Linked DNA regions of Mus musculus: region 2 is linked to region 1. A link is a contact called in public promoter capture Hi-C data. All regions are on one chromosome and are shown on one strand. The core of a region is the stretch at or near the end of the contact, and the rest is flanking DNA. Distances in the headings are between cores, read along the strand shown. Region 1 holds the start of Fcrl5 (Fc receptor-like 5). Region 2 holds the start of Cd5l (CD5 antigen-like).

Evidence for each region. Promoter capture Hi-C pulls out the DNA fragments that hold promoters and counts their contacts.
Region 2: a promoter capture Hi-C map of macrophages shows a contact between it and region 1, with 6 read pairs. The contact joins the promoter of Cd5l here to the promoter of Fcrl5 in region 1. A contact is called at or near these places in 17 of 39 promoter capture datasets (the 3T3-L1 cell line, the HPC-7 cell line, cancer-associated fibroblasts and 11 more), 1 of 15 datasets of contacts at CTCF or cohesin (CD8 T cells), 3 of 484 Hi-C or Micro-C datasets (the G1E-ER4 cell line, cortical neurons and embryonic stem cells) and 3 of 9 other capture datasets (adipose tissue, liver and pancreatic islet).

Annotation. Positions count from the first base shown.
Region 1 is chr3:87,434,387-87,437,929 of GRCm38.p6, reverse strand. Fcrl5 (Fc receptor-like 5) reads right to left here and starts at 2,148. Exons shown (of 13, transcript NM_183222.3): 1 at 1,982-2,148. The coding sequence starts at 2,045.
Region 2 is chr3:87,356,304-87,360,228 of GRCm38.p6, reverse strand. Cd5l (CD5 antigen-like) reads right to left here and starts at 2,348. Exons shown (of 6, transcript NM_009690.2): 1 at 2,200-2,348. The coding sequence starts at 2,227.

The DNA.
Region 1 (3,543 bases), core at 899-3,398:
TAAAATATATACATATATGGAGGAGGTCTCAATGAAAGCACCAAGTATTACTAGTGTTAAAAAACAAGATAGAAATGTAGTGAGTGTCTGCTAATGATGTGCTGCTGCACTTGTAGATCATTGTTCAGCCATCATCAGAGAAGTTTCCTCCTGCAGTAGATGGGAACGAAACCAGAGGACCTGACATTATTGGGGGGGGGGAAGAGAGAGAGAGAGAGAGAGAGAGAGAGAGAGAGAGAGAGAGTCTCTCTCTCTCCCCTCAGAGCTCAGGAAAGGGAACCAGTAGGGACGGAGGACACCGGGAAATAAGGCCCTCTAAATCAACATAAGCAGAGGTTACCAGGACTCACAGAGACTGATGCAGCGTGCGCAGGGCCTGCATGGATCTGCACCAGGTCCTCTGAGCATATATTATGGCTTCCAGGTTTGTGCTTTTAATGGGAGCCCTAAGCATGAGAACGAGTGGGGCTGATTCTTGTGCCTGCTCTTAGACTCCTTTTTTTCTGTTGGTTTGTTTTGTTCAACTTGGATGTGATAGTTTTTGTATTATCTTACTTATTATATTTTTTGTTCTTATCTCTTAGAAGCCCGTTGTTATCTAATGAGAGTCAGAAAGAGAGTGGATTCACATGGTAGGGGAGGTGGGGAGAAAGTGGGAAGAGTAGAGGGAGGGAAATAATCAGGATGTATTATGTAAGAAAAAAATCTATTTTCAATAAAGAAAAAAGGAAGGAAGGAAGGAAGGAAGGAAGGAAGGAAGGAAGGAAGAAAAGAAAGAAGAAAGCTTGTTAAGTGGCTAGTAGGTGACAACACAGATTTGAATCCAAACTCTAACCTTAGCTCACAGCACACTGTATGAACACCTTCCTGTCCTGTCCTGTCCTCCCCTCCCTTCTTCTTCCCTCCTTTCCCCTGCCTTCTTAAGTACTTCTTAAGTTTGGATATGCTTCTGTTTCTGATGGGCCTTGCCCTATCTGTTGCTTAGTCTGATCACCTGACTGGTATGTAGATGGTTATGGTTATCTGTCTGTGCCATCCACTGGGATTTTATTTTACTAGAATTGTGTTTCCCAGCTGTTTCTTGTGCACTGGCTTTGCTGAGAGCTTTTTTTTTTTTTTTTTGGTGTTTTCCCTTGTGGGCACAAAACAACCCTCCGTCCTCAGCATTGCATACAATGCTGTGCATAGATGGCGCTAAGAACCTTTTGTTTGTTTGTTTGTTTGGTTGGTTGGTTTTTGTTTTTTGGTTTTTCAAGACAGGGTTTCTCTGTATAGCCCTGGCTGTGCTGGAACTCACTCTGTAGACCAGGCTGGCCTCGAACTCAGAAATCCTCCTGCCTCTGCCTCCCAAGTGCTAGGATTAAAGGCATGCGCCACCACTGCCCGGCCTAAGAACTTTTTTAAAATAGATGAACCCACATTTAATTCCATTTAAAATTTAGTAAGAAGCAAACCCTTTGTAGGCATGAACTGACAGAAATGCATGCATATCCATGGGCAGTGACATAGCCACTGCTGTAGGTACCTCTCCTTCCTGATTTCCCCTCTTGTACTTAAGGCGCCCAGTCCTGCTCATGGCTCTTGCTAATGTGCAGAAGGAGCTATCATCTTAGGCACAAGACCAGGGTCTAGCCTGTCTACACGGGATTAAAATATAGTTCTCATTTGAATAAAAGAGTTTGAACAAGCAAGTGTGATTTACTTTCTGTGCTTCATAAAGTATTTGTTAAAGAAAAGAAAGCAAGCGAAACTCTAGTGCCATTGCTACCGTTTCTTCCTCTGTCCATTGAAGGATTTTTTTTTCAACCTGTGACTACTTTCTTTGGGCTCAGGAGAGGAAATTCTAAGCTGTACAGTAAAGTCGGGGAACACAGCCTCACACGGGGAAACTGAGGAGCTAAAACTTAAGAGAGTACCAGGCCTGTAGTGGAGAGAGATGCTGTCCGACCCACTCTATCCCCATATTGAGCCATCTACTCACTCACAACCAGTAGAGTCAGCCACATCTGTGTGAACACCACACAGGGTGAGAATGAACCAGACATCTGCTCACAGGTAGTGCTTTCCTCTTGCTCTTGCTCGCAATGGTAGTCACTCACAGCTCCAAGGAGAAATCTGGGGAACTGCTCTTCTAAAACAGTTGAGTGTAACTTGAATCAGAAAAAGGAAGTAGAAGTAGCCGCATTTAATTGTTAATTAGTTTCCTGCCCTACAGACAAAGTGAAAACTTTGGGGTTTAATAATCACATGCTTTCAACACCACATTTTGGCTGCTGGGGAAAGTACCTTAAGGAGATTATGAGAAGATGGTTCTATAAAAAATGGCTGACATTCAGCACTGTCTGAGCATGTAAGCATCAGACGTGATCATGGCTGTGGGATTGTTACGGTAACACCATTAATGGTAAGGTGAGGCTACACATACGTAAAAGGGCAATGCCATCTCAGCTGCTGGGAGAGAGAAAGTGAGATGTGGATTGGAATTTGCAGAGCATCCTTTATGGAGCAGAGGTAAGAAATGAAATGTATGTGTATATGAACAACTCTAAGGGTACCATTTTCTCCTAGAGAATGCACAAAATCAACAGTTGTGTTTGAGAAATTAAGGGGGAAATAGGCATTTCATTTTGTCTTTCTCTGCTGTTTCCCCCTTTAAATTACTGTGTGAATGGATTGCTTTTAAATTTAAATCTAATTTTTTAAAGTTGAGTTTCTATTCTGACATTGTGTCAACAAAATTCCCTGTAATGAAAAATGATAGGTTTTTTTTCTTACAGACAACTTTTCCCATAGTTTCTTTCTAGACTCAGACCTGGATCTTCCCAAAGAGATATTTAATTTCATATTTATCAATGCCTCTGGTATTTATGTCACATCAATATCACTGCGCCCTGAGGAAAACATACAGGGATAAGGAGATTAATCTGTCACAGCTCAGGAGGAGAATTTCAAAAGGAAGCTGAGACAGAAGGGGTGGCTGTGAATATTCTGAGTGTCTCCTGTAGATACGTGCACACATTTCTACTGGGCATACACTTGAGGGTGGGATTCCTGGTTATAGAGCATGCAATACTGTGTTCAGTTCAGACAGTGTTGTTGAATGACTTTCTGATATGACCAAGTCAATGGGAACCCACCAGGCAGCATAGGGGAGCTCATTGCCCCCACCCCCAGCAGAAATGTGCTCACCTTGCACATTTTTTTATTCATTTCAATGAATTATGAGATTCTAACTTTTCATATTATATGGTTTATTAATTTTTAAAAGAGAAGGTATTATTACTATATATCTCTGGATGACTTGGAGTTCATGCTGTAGACTAGGATAACCTTGAACTCACAGAGATTTGCCTGTTTTTGTTTCCTAAGCGCTGGGACTAAAGGTGTGTACCACTATGCCTAGCAGACTTTTTTCATGTTTTAAATGGTATCTTAGGTAACTTTTCTTAAAATGTGAAGTGTTTGTTCAAATCTCTCACCTTTCTCATCTTGTTTTGTACTTCTTTCTATTCGGAAGATAAGTTTTTTTGAGCACATTTGTGA
Region 2 (3,925 bases), core at 1,099-3,598, 78 kb after region 1:
ACTGTGGTTCATTGACACTTACTTCAGATCAACAGGCCACGAGCAACAATTTATTTAGTTCAAAATTCTAGTGTAATCCAATCTGGCATATTGGAACATGAGACTTTTTTTTCCTTCTACACAATCTGTGTATAGTCATACTCTCTGTCACCTTCACACTGTGAAGCCTGGTAGCCCTAAGTTGTCCAAGAAGCCAAGGATTTTTAATTGTGTAATTTGTCCACCATATATGCTATAGGATTTTCCCAATAGAGCAAATATCTTTGGACCAGTCTAGAGGTTTTCTTTTTTCTTTTATTTATTTATTTTTTTTAATTAGGTATTTTCTTCATTTACATTTCAAATGCTATTCCAAAAGTCCCCCGACCACCCCCCACTCCCCTACCCATCCACTCCCACTTCTTGGCCCCTGTGTTCCCCCATACTGAGACATATAAAGTTTGCTAGACCAAGGGGCCTCTCTTCCCAATGATGGCCGACTAGGCCAACTTCTGATACATATGCAGCTAGAGACACAAGCTCAGGGGGTACTGTTCAAATGCTATCCTGAATGTTCCCTATACCCTCCCCCTGCCCTGCTCCCCTACCCACCCACTCCCACTTCTTGGCCCTGGCATTCCCCTGTACTGGTGGATGCTCACAGTCATCTATAGGATGGATATACACAGGGCCCCCAATGGAGAAGCTAGAGAAAGCACCCAAGGAGCTGAAGGGGTCTGCAACCCTATAGGTGGAACAGTCTAGAGTTTTTCAAATAGCTCCAAATAGCTCAGTGACTAATTCTGAAATACTTCTTTCTATAAATAGTTTTCAGGACCTTCTAATTCTTAATCTTCATGGTGAAGCCACTCTCAGTCTGAGGCTTTGTATATTACAACTTTCTAAAACTCACTTACACTATGTATATGCATGGTGTAACTTCCCACACAGGACAGGGAAACATTAAAAGGAAAGGGAGTGTAACAAGCTGACACACAGGAGCAGAAATGACACAGTGAGTAAATGACTTGGAGCCTTCTGATGTTGACTGGAGGGATGAGGGCAGTTGTCACAGATCTGAGGACTTTCTGAAGGAAATGAGACTTCAGGTGAGACCTTGAAGGCTCAACAGTAATCCACAAGAGGCAAGGCTAGTGTTGGTTTCTGCATGGTTGTAGAGATGTTTAAGATGTGGTAAAGACCCTTCATCAGACATATATGTCTGAAGCGGAAAGAACAGTGTAGGCTTTAGTGATGCTTTCAGTAATCAAGATACTAAAAATGGATGACACTTATAGGGTAGCAGATCAGCAGACATCACTGGCTATCACATATTAATCACATTATTAAAAGGCTTCTAGAAGGGCATGAACTTGTAGTCCTAGTACTGGATAGACAGAGGAGGGAGACTCCCCAGTGCTCATCGGCCAACCAACCTAGACTGATTGGCCAACTCGGGCCAATGGAATGGTCTCAAAATAAGGTTAACCAGCAACCCAAGTTTTCCCTCTGTTATACACACAAACACACAGACAACATACAAAATCCTTTTTAAAACTTTTTAGGATTTTAACTTCATCTTTACTTTAGAGAGCAAAACTTCAGTGAAGTATGGTAACCTAGAAATTCAGTTAAGAGCCATGACTAAAAATACATGTTTCTTTGCAATTCAAAACTCTAGATTATCCAGTATCTAGACTGACCTTGGGAAAATTAGAGAACCCTGTGAATCATTTCCAGAGGATGCTAGATTAATAGACTAATGAGAGATGGTTATTTTGCAACTCTACTTTCTTTCTTTCAATAAAGACTTTTAAAAAGATAGGGAAAGGATGTTGTCAAAGTCTTATTACAAGAAACAAAATACTCTCAAGGGGTAACTGTGAGCTAGCCAAGCAGATCCCCTGAGAGATGTCCTTTCTCTCCTTGCTCTACCTCACTTCTACCCAACATCCAGTCATTTTTTTAATTGTACATGTGTGTCAAAGGAAAATTTGTGTAGATATAAGGAAATAGACAGAAATCTGACAATCAAGGCAAACTCCAAATATGGCTTTAGGGGGCTTTCTAAGGTTTAGAATAAGTTACCATATATAGAAAACTGCTTTTGAAAGATGCCTGAATCAGGATTGGAGAATATCCTCCTAGTAACATCTCCAGAAAGCCCCAGACACTTGCCTCCTCTGTGACAAGATTAGCCACAGAAGCAGGGACACTCACCCAGCATCAAGTTGAACAATGGAGCCATGGCCCAGGCAGCTGACGATGGAGTGGTGAGACAGGCTGTAGGCCTCAGGCAGTGGTATTTGGTTTGAACACTAGAATAAGGAAGAGAGGCAGGTCCTGTGTGCAGTAGGAGCTTTATCAAATGACCAAAGGCCCAGGGGGTGGGACTGATAGAGCCAGATGTGCTGAGTTCAGCATGGCCAGAGGAAGGGAGGTGACTGAGTGGCCAAGATCCTGAAAAAATGTGGGTGGAGGGAGGCTTTCTTATCATGATTTCATCATACTGAAAGCCTAACTCAACCTGTCTCTGCTTTAGTTTCTGCTCTATGTTAATGAAGAAACAGTCTTCCTAAGGGAAGGTAGATACCCCAGTACAGTCCTCTTTCATTAGAAGCCTAGACCATATTTAGCCTCCATTGAGGGTCTGTGGGGCAATGACTTGACTTCCAAATGTAAGTCACGATTGTGGCATCTATCTCTGTTTTTAGGGATGGCTTTCCTACCTTCAACCAGCTTCCCGAGTGCTGGTCAGAAGCCTAACACATAGTCTGCTTGCTCTCCTAGGGTTTGCTAGTTGTACCCATCTTTGCAACTTGGATGGCCACAAATCCCTGTGGTGAGGGACAGACATCCTTCACTAAACTCAGGTGTTCTTCCAGTCTAAATTATGTTAAAAAACAAATTGAGCCGCATATCCATCAGGATGCTCAGCCCTCTCAAGTCCTCCATTATTAAGCACACCTGCCCTTCAAGAGCTAATTTAGTGGCACATAAAGCTTCAAGCATGGATATAACCTTGGCTCTTTCTAGCAAAGTAAGCTTTCCCCGATGGTGGCATAGCTTAGATTACTTAGCGTGAAACTTGGTTTACCATGGGGTTTAGTTTTAGTCCTTTATCTCTTTGTTTACTTATTTAAAAAAATAGTAAAAGAAGATAATAGTGTCAGTCAGTTCAGAATGGGAAGCCGACACATAATTCAGGGTTTCCTTTGGATGGAAAGTTTATTAAAAAGAGAAGATGCTAAGACCACGAAGGGGCCTTGAGGTGGAAGGGAGAACATTCGAAACAATCATATGAGGATCTAAACTTGATGGAACCTTACAGTGAAGGAGAGGTTTCCCTTTAAAACTTGGAGAAGTTCCATTATGAGTGAGATTGGGGGTGGGGGAGCGGGGCGGGGTTGAGACACTGACAGGGCATGGTGGGAGGAGGCAAAAGGAGCCTGCACAATACCTCTATGAGAAACTCCTTGTGAGGAGGCTCAGGCCCACCCCAAGAACAAAGGAAAGGTCTATCATTCTATAGCCTCTGAGGAGTAGCAGGAAGTCCTACATCACATGAGTTAGTTCATCACAGCAGAGGTGACAAAGGGCATGGAAAGCTGTCAAGTCACAGAACACACTGTTTCTTAACCCTGTCCCAGAGAAAGCTGCATGGCGTTACATGATACAGGCTTTGGGGTCTGGTCTAAAGGTGCAGGCCCATGTTCTAACAATCGTTTTCTCCAAAAACAGTTTTCAGCAGCCTTGAATCTCCAGAGGATGTGTTGAAGGAAGAGAGTGACCAGGGCTGGCTTGGAACCCCAAAAGAATAAGTCATAAAATCTGCTGTAAGACAGGGGAATGGAAGAATTTTGAGGACACAATGTAGGAAGTGACTACGTCTGCCTGAGGTGGTGACCAGGGGCTAAGAACTGAGAGTAGCAGAGCTTGGTAGGGC